2 separate regions of the Gossypium hirsutum genome follow, and region 1 is linked to region 2. A link is a contact called in public Hi-C data. All regions are on one chromosome and are shown on one strand. Each heading gives the region's core, a stretch centred on a gene start, on an enhancer-like site or on the middle of the called end of the contact. The rest is flanking DNA. Distances are from core to core; before and after follow the strand shown. Region 1 holds the start of LOC107897348 (ABC transporter G family member 35). Region 2 holds the start of LOC107897353 (NADP-dependent malic enzyme).

Region 1 (6,480 bases), core at 376-2,875, 320 kb before region 2:
TAGTTTTATATTTTATTGACTTAATAATAAATTTAGCCTCTAATATTTATACATTCTATCTATTTAATCCTAAATTTAAACAATTCAATAATTTTAATCTTTAATATTTATAAAATGAAGCCAATTCAACAAAAAAGTGGAGTTGATACAGTTGAAGGCAAAAAGAATGACAACTTGCAGTTGAGCCAGCGAGCCAAAGGCAGTAACGACCAGTAGCTGGTACACATGAATCCAATGGTTAGGAAAAATGTCAATAAGTCAAGATTTTTGTTATGAATCAATTTATGTAAGAAATTATATATTGTAATTTTGTCATAGCCGCCTCCTAGGTTGTGGCATATTTCAATTTAATACCCACAAAACCCAAATTCTTTTAGTTAACTGATTCAAGTTTAAAATTTTAAAAAAGAATAGATTAGAGAATATAGATTAAATTTACAATTTATAGGATCAATAGTAAAATTTAATTTAATAAAATTAATTAATACTATTTGGATTAGGACTGTAATATTAAAATTTGAAAAGGAGTAACTAAATGTGACCAAATTAGAATAGAAAAATTATATTTATAAATTTATAATTTACATAGAATATAGGGATTAATAACATAATTTCACCTAATTTTTAATCACTATTTCTTCTCATTCCACAGTCCTTGAAAACGATACGGATATTGAACTAAATGTATCCGATTGGTGCGACTTCTCGGAAACCAATCTTTTCTCAATACAATTTGTTTCTACTACCTCAAACGTGTATTAAATGTCTTATATCCATTTAGAAAAGTCCATGGAATCTTCCAAATAGAAGATGTTTTTTTAGAAAGAATTCATATTTTATGTTTCGATTTATTAATATTTTAGACTTAATAATGTTTTGTTTGACGTCTAAATTAAGAATTTATTATTTTCAGGATCAAATTGGATCACATATTAATTTGAAATATAAAATTAAATTGATTGACTCACGAATCGATATAAATTGATGGAATTAGACTGAAAGATTAATCAAATCAATCATATTGATCGGAATAAAAATTAATGATATGATCGATTTTATCACCAATCTTATTTTAAAAACATTATTTATCACTACATCTAACGATTATTAATTCCGAATTGTCCGATTTTATGCTATATTACTTTTATATATTACATATTTAAAAAATTATATTTTGCAAAAGAAATAAATTTACTTAGTTTTAAAATGATTTATCATTTCATTTTAGATATAAACTTAATAGTTGTTCACAGATGAGGTAAGGCGGCGACCTAAACTTCATAATTTGTTTTGGTCCAATCTCATATTATACTCAGCCCAGCTTGCGCAGTATTCCCAAATTTAATAATCATTTAATAATAATAAAAAAAAAATGAAAAGAAGGGAATATACAAGGTCTTGTGATGGTTGGCGAATAATATTATGGTGATATGAAAAATGAAATGTACTTGGTCTAAGATGAGGTATGAATTGTTAAATGTTGCAAGAGAAGAACCGCTATTGACTTTCAAAGAATCCAACAAGCCCCTCATATTTGAATTCCCTAGTTTTCCTTCAACAAAAGGCCAAATAGCCAACCTTTCAGCCACCAAGCTGGCTGTCCCTTTTTTATTTTTCACTCCGTCAATGACTCGCACTGCCTGTATATATATATTCTCCTTCAATCTCTATTGAACTTACACTTCTTTATCTGCTCCCTACCCCCCAAAAGAAAGGAACCAACACTTGTCTACATTGAAATAGAGGGTGAGAACATTTTTCTTTTGGGTTCAAGAATTATTGGGAGGAAAAAGTAAAAAAAAAAGAAAAGAAAAAGAAGAAGGCAAAAATATGGATGGTTTAGAAAGAGTTCGAAGTCGAAATCCCAGCAGAAGAACGGGGCATAGCAGCATAGGGAGGAGCTTAAGTAGGAGTAGTTGGAACATGGAAGATGTGTTTTCAGGTTCCAGAAGAAGTAGCCGTGTGGAAGATGATGAAGAAGCTCTAAAATGGGCTGCTATCGAGAGACTACCCACATATGATAGGCTGAGGACAAGCATCATGCAGTCCTTTGTGGATCATGAAATCATTGGCAACAAGATGGAACATAGAGAGGTTGATGTTAGAAACCTTGACATGAACGACAGACAAAAATTCATCGACATGCTCTTCAAGGTTGCTGAGGAAGATAATGAGAAATTCTTGAAGAAGTTCAGAAACAGGATCGATAAGTAAGTTTCCATCTTTCTTCATTTACAAATATAAATTTAAAATCTTGGTATCATATATAAATTTAATAATGTTTTAAGTGTTTTCTGTTAATTGATTACGCAATTTGTTGGGATGACAGGGTTGGGATTACACTTCCAACAGTAGAAGTTAGATTCAACCATCTGACGATTGAAGCCGACTGCTACGTTGGCAGCAGAGCTCTTCCAACTCTTGTAAACTCTGCTAGAAACCTTGCAGAATCGGCTCTTGGCCTCCTTGGAATCAGTTTTGCCAAGAAAGCAAACCTCACAATTCTTAAAGATGCTTCTGGGATTATTAAACCATCAAGGTACCTGCAACTTTCTTCTTGTCACGATATAATAATTTAGTTTGTCATTACATTTTGTCTTTACCTCTCTCTATATATATATTTGTAGGATGACACTCTTACTAGGCCCACCCTCTTCTGGGAAAACAACCCTTTTGCTGGCATTGGCCGATAAGTTGGACCCAAGCTTAAGGGTAAGTTACAGTCTAATCAAATATATTCGTTTAAAAATTATTGCGTTAATAATTTGTGTTTTATATAGTATTTTTATGTTATGTTGGTGTGTTAATTATAAAGTTTGGTATTAGTTAACAGTAAACACAACCTGATGTTTCTGTTAATGTATGAAACAGGTTAAAGGAGAAGTCACATACAACGGATATAAACTAAAGGAATTTGTTGCTAGAAAGACATCCGCATATATCAGTCAAAATGATGTTCATGTCGGAGAAATGACAGTGAAAGAAACCTTGGATTTCTCAGCAAGATGTCAGGGTGTTGGGACACGATACGGTATATATATATGTTTAACACAATTTGTTCATAATTAAGTACCAAGTGTTTATGCTTTGGCTAATGATTTACTGAAAAATTATTATTAATTTTTTTGAAGATCTGTTAAGTGAGCTTGCTAGAAGGGAAAAAGATGCAGGGATTTTCCCAGAAGCTGATGTAGACCTTTTCATGAAGGTTTGGACAATAACATAAATTCCACAATATTCTTACATAAAGCAAAGATTTGTCATTTCAAATTTCCACATCATCACGTGCTTTTGAACGTTTGAATTTTTCAGGCAACTTCAGTGGAAGGAATTGAAAGCAGCCTTATCACTGATTACACACTCAAAGTAAGTAAATTCAATGTAAAAAGAATCATGAAATTCCAAACTTTTTTGGGTCACCGAAGAAAAGAATTTGCCTTAATACAAAACAATCACTTTCCTAGTGTTAAAAAATGAGAGGAAAATGATTCTGCCAAATCACTATACGGTTAAAATTAATCTGAAGCAGTAAACCTTGGAATAAAAAAGTACAGAATGTGGACCTACAATGGCAGAAAAAACAAAGAGTAGATTAACTTTTCTAACGTCATTGTGGTCCCTATTGTTGAATTGATCAGATATTGGGGCTCGACATATGCAAGGATATCATCGTTGGAGACGAGATGCAGCGTGGAATTTCCGGAGGTCAAAAGAAAAGAGTAACAACAGGTTGATTATTCTTCATTTTAGTCCCTAAACCTACTTAGTTTTTCTAATCCATTATCTTATGATGTTTATCTCATCTTCAGGGTTTCAATAATATTGAAAACTAAGCCATAATATTTGATACTAAAAGGAGCCTGGGTTTTGTCCTGATTCAAGATTTATTGTAATAACGTTAAAATTTTGATTTAACTATAGGGGAGATGATTGTTGGTCCCACCAAGACACTATTCATGGATGAAATATCAACGGGTCTTGATAGTTCCACGACATACCAGATAGTGAAGTGCTTGCAGCAGGTTGTGCACCTAACAGAGGGCACAATCTTGATGTCACTATTGCAGCCTGCTCCAGAGACTTACGATCTCTTTGATGATATCATCCTCTTATCTGAGGGTCAAATTGTCTATCAAGGTCCACGAGAACACGTTGTTGAGTTCTTTGAGAGCTGTGGTTTCAAATGTCCCGAGAGGAAAGGAACTGCTGACTTTTTGCAAGAGGTAACCTTAGACCCTAAACACGAACCATTGCATCGCTGATGGTCTTGAGTTTTCGACTCTTTAGTAAATAGCAAATTGTGGTTTAGTTTAGTCACAACATAAACAATTTGTGCAACATAAGGTGACAAGCTAGTGAAACTGTGACAGGTTACCTCAAAGAAGGACCAAGAACAATATTGGGCGGACAAAAGAAAGCCATACAGATACATTACAGTAACTGAATTTGCAAACAGGTTCAAGCACTTCCATGTCGGAATGCAGCTACAGAGTGAGCTAGCTGTGCCTTTCGACAAGTCAAGAGGCCACCGAGCGGCATTGGCCTTCCAGAAATACTCTATGTCCAAAATGGAGCTTCTTAAGGCCTGTTGGGACAAAGAATGGCTATTGATCAAAAGGAATTCTTTTATTTATGTGTTTAAGACGGTCCAAATTATCATCGTGGCATTCATCTCGTCTACTGTCTTTTTGAGAACTGAAATGCACCAGAGGGATTTGAACGATGCGCAACTCTATATTGGCTCACTTCTGTTTGGAATGATCATCAACATGTTCAATGGCTTCGCTGAGCTCTCCCTTATGATTAGTAGGCTTCCAGTGTTCTACAAGCAAAGAGACCTCTTATTCCACCCTGTCTGGACTTTCACTCTGCCCACTTTCTTGCTCCGGGTTCCGATATCTATTTTGGAAACAGTTGCTTGGATGGCTGTAACTTATTACACTGTAGGATATGCACCTGAGGCCAGCAGGTAAATTGAATTGTAGCAATTTATTTACATGTCTTCGCACTGACAGAGTTCTTTTTTTCTTACTTGAACAACAAGTTAAAGTAGTACATGATGAAATTAGTATTAACTTGCCAACTCTTAAAACTATTGCCAGGTTTTTCAAAAACTTCCTGTTGGTGTTTTCAGTACAACAAATGGCATCTGGTCTATTTCGGCTCATTGCCGGATTATGCAGAACAATGATCATAGCTAACACTGGTGGGGTTCTTACACTTCTCCTCGTGTTCTTGCTGGGAGGTTTCATCATTCCTAAACGTAAGAATAAAACCATAAAAGAATAAGCCTTTACATTAGAAAATTTCTTCATTTTGTAGATTAATAAAAAGTTCACTAATATAGGGTATTTATTTTGACAGGTGAAATTCCAAGTTGGTGGGAGTGGGCTCACTGGATTTCACCTTTGACTTACGGTTTCAATGCCTTTACTGTGAATGAAATGTTTGCGTCAAGGTGGATGAATAGACAGGTATGTTATTCAGTTTTGCTTGTTCAGTAACACAAGTCAAAGATATCAATTGGTGGAAAATATTAAAAGTACATATATATTTTCATTTCAAATAAAAAGCAAGTTACAAGCTGAAACTTTGTCTACAATGCAGGTTTCAAACAGTTCGACTAGCCTGGGGCTACAAGTGCTTGATAGCTTTGATGTCCCAAACGATGAAAACTGGTATTGGATTGGTGCAGGTGCTCTTCTAGGGTTCGCAGTGCTCTTCAACATTCTCTTCACCTTTGCGCTTATATACTTAAGCCGTAAGTTTAAACATTCCATGGGCTAATGCAATCTCTTTCTTGACTATCAGTATCTTCTTTTAGGTAGCTAATGTTCTATGTTTTGTTGGTGTTGGCAATACAGCCCTTGGAAAGCCGCAGGCTATAATTTCGGAGGAAACGGTGGAAGAGCTAGAGGCTAATAATGTGGATTCTAATGAAGAACCAAGGTTAATGAGACCAGAATCGAGTAAATATTCATTCTCTGCAGATGCAAGCAATGCAGGTAAGAAACATGCAGCTCTTATTTTCTCCTTTACCTGTGTCTTCAATATTGATTATAATGTTATTAACATCAAATGAAAACTTTCAGTAGAAATGGAAATCCGAAGAATGAGCAGTCGAGCTGATTCCCACGGAATGAGCAGGAATGATTCTCAAGTTGATGCAGCCACTGGTGTTGCCCCAAAGAGAGGAATGGTTCTTCCCTTCACTCCTCTAGCAATGTCTTTTGACACTGTCGATTACTACGTTGATATGCCACCTGTAAGATCCCTTTTCCAAATCTTGTTTCTTCATCAATATGCTTGTTATCCAAAATAAAAGTAAAATTCAATACATAAGCCTTATAATTGGCACCAGAGACATAGTTTAAACATCAAGCATTTAAACAGGAAATGAAGGCACAAGGAGTTGGTGAGGATAGGTTACAACTACTTCGGGGAGTAACAGGTGCATTTAGGCCTGGAGTGTTGACTGCA
Region 2 (5,958 bases), core at 623-3,122:
TGATTAATATAAAGAATAATAGTTAAAAATACATTACTAATATAAAAAATATATTATATATTATTTAATTCAATTAATTATTCGATTTTAAATTAAATTAACTGATAATCAAAATTTTAAAAAAATCATTAACTAACCTTTAACCTAATTAAATTTAGTCATCAACCAATTAACCGAAATAAATTAATTCGATTAATTAATTCAATTTTAACCGAACTATGAACACTCATAATTTTAATACCTAAATTATATTTATTTATTTTTATACTACCTAAAATATTTTGTTAATTCCTAAAATCTCCTCTCTCTTTTTATATAATATATAGAATATTGTAAAGGTAAAATGCAGAGCACGTGGGATGATATAAAGAAATTTCCGAGTCATATAATTAATAAAAACAGCAAAGCACTTGGTTTTATTATATGAAATCATGATGCGTGATGATCTCTCAGTTACTTGGTTTTCATAACACCAAATTACTTGGTTTTATTGATTAAATAATTTACCATTTTGCAAAATTAGTGATTTTATTATTATATTTAAGCTTTAAAAATACTTTATTGTTAATTTTATAAATAATTTATATTAATTATGAATCTTGAATATAAACTATAAAATAGCATGAAAAATATAAAAAAAATATTTTAACCTTTCAACAACAATATTTAATAATAACATAAATTATTAAAAATTAACGAATCACTTTTTTTCGTATTTTTTTATCACACTTTTTAAAAATAATTTTCCTTAAAAGCAAATTTGAAAAACACATTTCAAAATAAAAATTAACTAGCTCTAGAAAAGCCACGTCAGACAAAAGTGATCAGCCACATGAAATAAAGAAACCGACAGACAAAATGGCCCAGAACCAGAAACTAAAAATCAAATGGCTGTCATGTTACAGTGGTTCAGAAAGTTGGCTTCTTCTTCCTCCCAATGTCTTTATTTTTGTTTTACCAAAGGGAATGAAGGAGGAGGAGGAGCTCACTATGTCTGCTTTCCTAAATCTCCCCTACACTTTACTTTGTCCTCATGCCTGCTGCTGCTTTCCTAAATTTATATTTTATTAATGTTATTTTTATAATTAAATATAAATAAATACACAAATATATTAAAATGAATATCACATTTTAAAAACATGATAACAAAATATAGATAATCTAGATATGTATGTTTAATCTGTTTCATTTCAATAACATTGAAATACTGGTAAGAAAAAGGAAAAGAAATACGTATATAAACAGACGACAAGATTTCATGAAGACGACATTCCCGAAAATCTTGGAATTGACATGAAAAATTGCCACACACAATTGCATGAAGAAGACATTCTCAGACTCTTTCTTGGCCATAAAATTTGATGAAACGAATCCTGCGCTTTTTAAATATGTTTCAACCATCATAACATGACAAATCTCACTATAAATCTCGAAGAATTCTTAATCTAACGGCAGCAAAACTAGATTAAAAATTGTTTTCAATGTACTAATGCAGAATATTTCGAAGCAGATCCTCATTAATTTTATCTCAAAATTTCTCCTCATAATTATATAGTTCTTTTTTTTTAAGAAAAAATTCCGACTCCCGAAACAAAAGAATACTTAAAAAAAAAAGAAAGAATTATTTTGTTATTATTATGATTTTTATTTTGTTACAAGTTGACGACCAATCAAGCAACCAGTGTCTGGTTGTTCAGAAAACCCAAACCCGAACTCATAAATTCAACACACCTAAAACATACAGCAATTAAACAAGGTTCGCAGGAAGTTGGCTTGGGTTGGGACCCACACTTTTTGTAGGTCCCACTTGAGGGGACGGTGGTGGCACTTTCGTAATAGAGGGACAAACTCAGCTACCCACTTGTCATTTGCAGTCACCAAAAGTCTGCTGAGGGTAGCAGAGAAGGATAAAAACCGGACACGTTTTTTACGATTCCTCCTTCTCTTCCTCATAGATACAAAATCAGCGGGTAGAGAGAGAAAGCAGAGCAAGGGAAGGGAAAAGGAAGGGAAAGGGAAGCTTTATATAACCCATCTCCTTTCTCTCTAAACGCTCTTCCTTTCCATCTTTCCTTTCTTTGCTTTGCTTGTTTCTATTGAGAGATTTCCACTAACAAAAGCTCTAGACTTTTGTCTTCCCACATTTTTCTCTCACCATGATTTCCTTGCACAGAAGCTGTTTTCTGGTAATTTCTTAATCAACCCATTCTTCATTTTCACTACCCATTTCCTATAATTTATTTCTAAACCTTAATCATTATTATATCTCTAACTCATGTTTCTTTTTTTTTTCGCTGGTATTTTTCTAGTTTGAAAATCACATGAGTTTACCTTTTTCAGGGTCTTTCCTTTGTAGCGCTTGTACTGTAATAAAAATTTCCTTTTTCCTCCCTCCTATCTGGTTTTGCACATCTTTGAAAGATATTCAACATCTAAGGCTTTCTTTTATGACATTAAAGATCTCAGATTTACCACAAATATATATATATATAAAAAGTCTGTTCTGCTTTTTATTTGATTTCGTTACTGACCTTTTTTTGTTTTTTTTTGGGGGGGGGGAACAGAATAACACTGGCATTTCTGGGTCATCAAGCCCTTTCTCATACAAGCTGAAGAAGCTGCCACCAGCTTCAGTCAAAGTCACAGCTTTAGGCCCCAACAGGGATCGAAACAGCAGCGTTTTGATTGAAAACAACAACTCATTGAAAGAAATAAAAGAAGATGGCACTTCTTCTGTTGCTGATGTGGACCCCAATCCTACTGTTACCGGCGAAGACCGCGACCTCTACTATGACGCCGCCGCCACCGACGATCAACTTGTCACCCCTTGGTCTCTCTCTGTTGCCAGGTAACATTCTGTTACTTTCCTTTTCACTAATATCTTTCTCGTGTAATATTTATTTATTTATTTATTTTTTTGGCTTTTCCCACCTCTATTATGAGCTTTCTTTTTTCTGGGTATGACATGATGGTTTTTGAGATTTTTCATATATGTTTGACAGATCTAGAATCATTCTTTTTTGTCTTAACATTTAAATACGAAGGTGATCTTCGAAGTGTTGGGTCTTATTTTATTTTCTGGTGTTCTTCTTTGTGTTTAAGTTCATGGTTTTCCTTTTGATGTGCTTGTTGTGAACTCTTTGTTTTGTATTGAATGTTAGATCATGATGTTGTGGCCAACAATAATTTTACCAATTCAGATCTTTGATTTGTTGTTTTGTCTTTGTGTTGGTTGTTAGATATGATTGAAATTCCTAGGAAATAAATGATACGTTTATTGAACTACTCTAATTTCAAAAATCCAATTAATTAGACTTTCAAAGACTAAGCTCTTCTTCATGCACTGCAGTGGGTATTCGTTGTTGCGAGATCCTCACCACAACAAAGGACTCGCCTTTAATGAGAAAGAAAGAGATTCTTATTACTTGCGTGGTCTTCTTCCCCCCACAGTTATTTCCCAAGAACTTCAGGTTATCTACGCTCTTTGTACATCTTTTTTGACTTCACTTGAATCATTCAGTGAATTCTGTTCATTTTACTTAATCCTTGCTATGTTTTTAATGAACTATTTTACCACTACTCACCAGGTGAAGAAAATGATGTGTAGTATCCGCCAGTATCAAGTTCCTCTGCAGAAGTACATGGCCATGATGGATTTGCAGGTAACCGTTTGCTCTAAAGTCGTAGGTGGTTTCTGGCTGGAATTATTGCTGCATGTTTCTTGAATGTCAAATATGTAGCTGCATCCGATGGCATGATTTTATTTCTCTTTAGTTCATCGTATTATATTAACAATATGTTTCAATTTGTGTAGCTTGGTGCTATTATGTTTCCTCCTATTATTGTGAGTTTATGTAAATTTGAAATTATGATTTTTATTTTCTCTATTTAATTTCACAATCTTTACTTCCTCCTTGCCATTAGTTCCGAATCTTATTCTGTTTTAAGTGTTTCTAAAAATTTTTATTCGGACTATCGTACTCAGAAAGAAATAATACTTTATGCTTTTATCAATTGCTGTTAATGACTTTAACACTTTTGAATTGATTTCGGTTTCACTTCCATTTTCAGGAGTTAAATGAAAGGCTGTTCTACAAACTTCTGATCGACAATGTTGAGGAGTTACTGCCTGTTGTCTATACCCCAACTGTTGGTGAAGCTTGTCAGAAATATGGGAGCATCTTCAGGCGCCCTCAGGGTCTTTTTATCAGTTTGAAAGAAAAGTACGTTTCACATAGAGAATTGGTTCCTCAGATTATAGCTGGCATTGGATTCTTGAATTTGAGCTTCTTTCCCGTTGTATTACACTGATTTGTGTCCTTTGCAGGGGGAAGATTCATGAAGTTCTGAGAAATTGGCCTCAGAGGGATATTCAAGTCATCGTCGTCACTGATGGGGAAAGGATTTTGGGTCTAGGGGACCTTGGCTGTCAGGTATAAATACTCGGAGACATCTAATGATAACTGCCTCTGTCTCTCACATGTGTTATTGACTTGTTAATGGTAATTTATATTTTCAGGGAATGGGAATTCCTATAGGGAAGCTCTCTTTATACACTGCACTAGGAGGAGTTCGTCCTTCTGCTGTAAGTATATGTAATGATGAGTATTTACTACCCTTTGCTTTATTACTAAAGGACTGATGGAAGGCTCCTTTGCATATTGCTTTTATTAAGAGGTTATGAATCCGGACAAGCCTCATAATGATCTGTATCTTACTGTTAACCATGTTTGGCAATATTTTCCCTCATGCTATGGCTGATACATCAGCTGCTGTTTGCAGTGCTTGCCTGTAACCATTGATGTGGGTACAAACAATGAGCAATTGTTGAATGATGAATTTTATATAGGGCTTAGGCGAAGGAGAGCTACTGGGCAGGCACGTAATCTTATAGTACACTTGTTTTGCTTTAGTTATGAAGGCAATCAGATTTTGTTTTTAATACTAAAAGGTTCTGTTCTTCTTGACTCTAGGAATATGCCGAACTTATGCACGAATTCATGAATGCAGTCAAGCAGAACTATGGGGAAAAAGTTCTCATTCAGGTAAGTTAACTCGAGCGAGATATGAATGGAATATTGGCTGGAATATATGATATGTTTGTTTATATTTCTGAATCTTAAACGGTTTTTGCAGTTTGAAGATTTTGCAAACCACAATGCCTTCGATTTGCTTGCTAAATATGGCACAACTCATCTGGTTTTCAATGATGATATTCAGGTTACCATTTAATCTTAATTTTCTTAAATCAATTAGGCTTAAACATCTCATTTATGATCTGGGAAAATTACCCCTTTTGCAGGGAACAGCATCTGTGGTCCTTGCAGGGCTTGTTGCTGCACTAAAAGTAGTCGGTGGAACCTTGGCTGATCATAGATTTTTATTCCTTGGTGCTGGAGAGGTGAGCTGTTATTATAACTTGTTGAAAGTCTTGGTTCATTATAATGACAGGAGCAATCATGGTAATTTTCATTTAGTTAATAGGGAAAAGAGAAAAAGATGGACAAGTTTTTGTCCTGCAAGACATGCCCATCTGGTGACAATTAGCATAGCTAAGACAAGAGTGAACAACAGAAGTGAAATGGATAAACATTATCCTGCTCGGAGTTGGATAATAAAGAGAAAAACATTGAGTTAAAGACATTGAGTGTTCTCTCCTATAATTTGACATCGAAATTCTTATGTACTTACTATTAAGTTCCTTCAGTTTTGCTGTAATAGTTCGATTATATTCCCTTCCTCTTCTTTTATATTCAAACAGTTGAAGGACAGGGACATCTCTCAAACCCTTTCTGTTTAATACCATTACAACCTTAATTGTTGAAGGTGAAAATATTTCTGTCTCTATTTAAAGAGTATATTGCATCTAGTGGAATTGTAGTTTCCATTTAAGTTTCTCTTATTGGCCTCTCTCTTTTTTTTTTATACTATTTGCATTGCCATTTTATTGCCGTATCT

The links. A called contact is a pair of places that touch in the nucleus more often than the background predicts.
Region 1: a contact with region 2 is called in a Hi-C map of leaf, with 2.0 times the contacts expected there. The contact joins the promoter of LOC107897348 here to the promoter of LOC107897353 in region 2. A contact is called at or near these places in 2 of 34 Hi-C or Micro-C datasets (both in leaf).

What each region holds. Positions count from the first base shown.
Region 1 is chrA10:8,351,137-8,357,616 of Gossypium_hirsutum_v2.1, reverse strand. LOC107897348 (ABC transporter G family member 35) reads left to right here and starts at 1,625. Exons shown (of 21, transcript XM_041079740.1): 1 at 1,625-2,210; 2 at 2,330-2,539; 3 at 2,628-2,712; 4 at 2,872-3,031; 5 at 3,132-3,208; 6 at 3,313-3,366; 7 at 3,639-3,729; 8 at 3,922-4,223; 9 at 4,371-4,969; 10 at 5,103-5,263; 11 at 5,365-5,474; 12 at 5,608-5,761; 13 at 5,865-6,005; 14 at 6,096-6,265; 1 more. The coding sequence starts at 1,831.
Region 2 is chrA10:8,033,550-8,039,507 of Gossypium_hirsutum_v2.1, reverse strand. It overlaps LOC107897353 (NADP-dependent malic enzyme), which reads left to right and starts at 1,872. Exons shown (of 20, transcript XM_016822788.2): 1 at 1,872-2,186; 2 at 2,565-2,848; 3 at 3,350-3,470; 4 at 3,588-3,662; 5 at 4,072-4,223; 6 at 4,328-4,433; 7 at 4,520-4,585; 8 at 4,783-4,878; 9 at 4,974-5,045; 10 at 5,137-5,220; 11 at 5,303-5,401. The coding sequence starts at 2,157.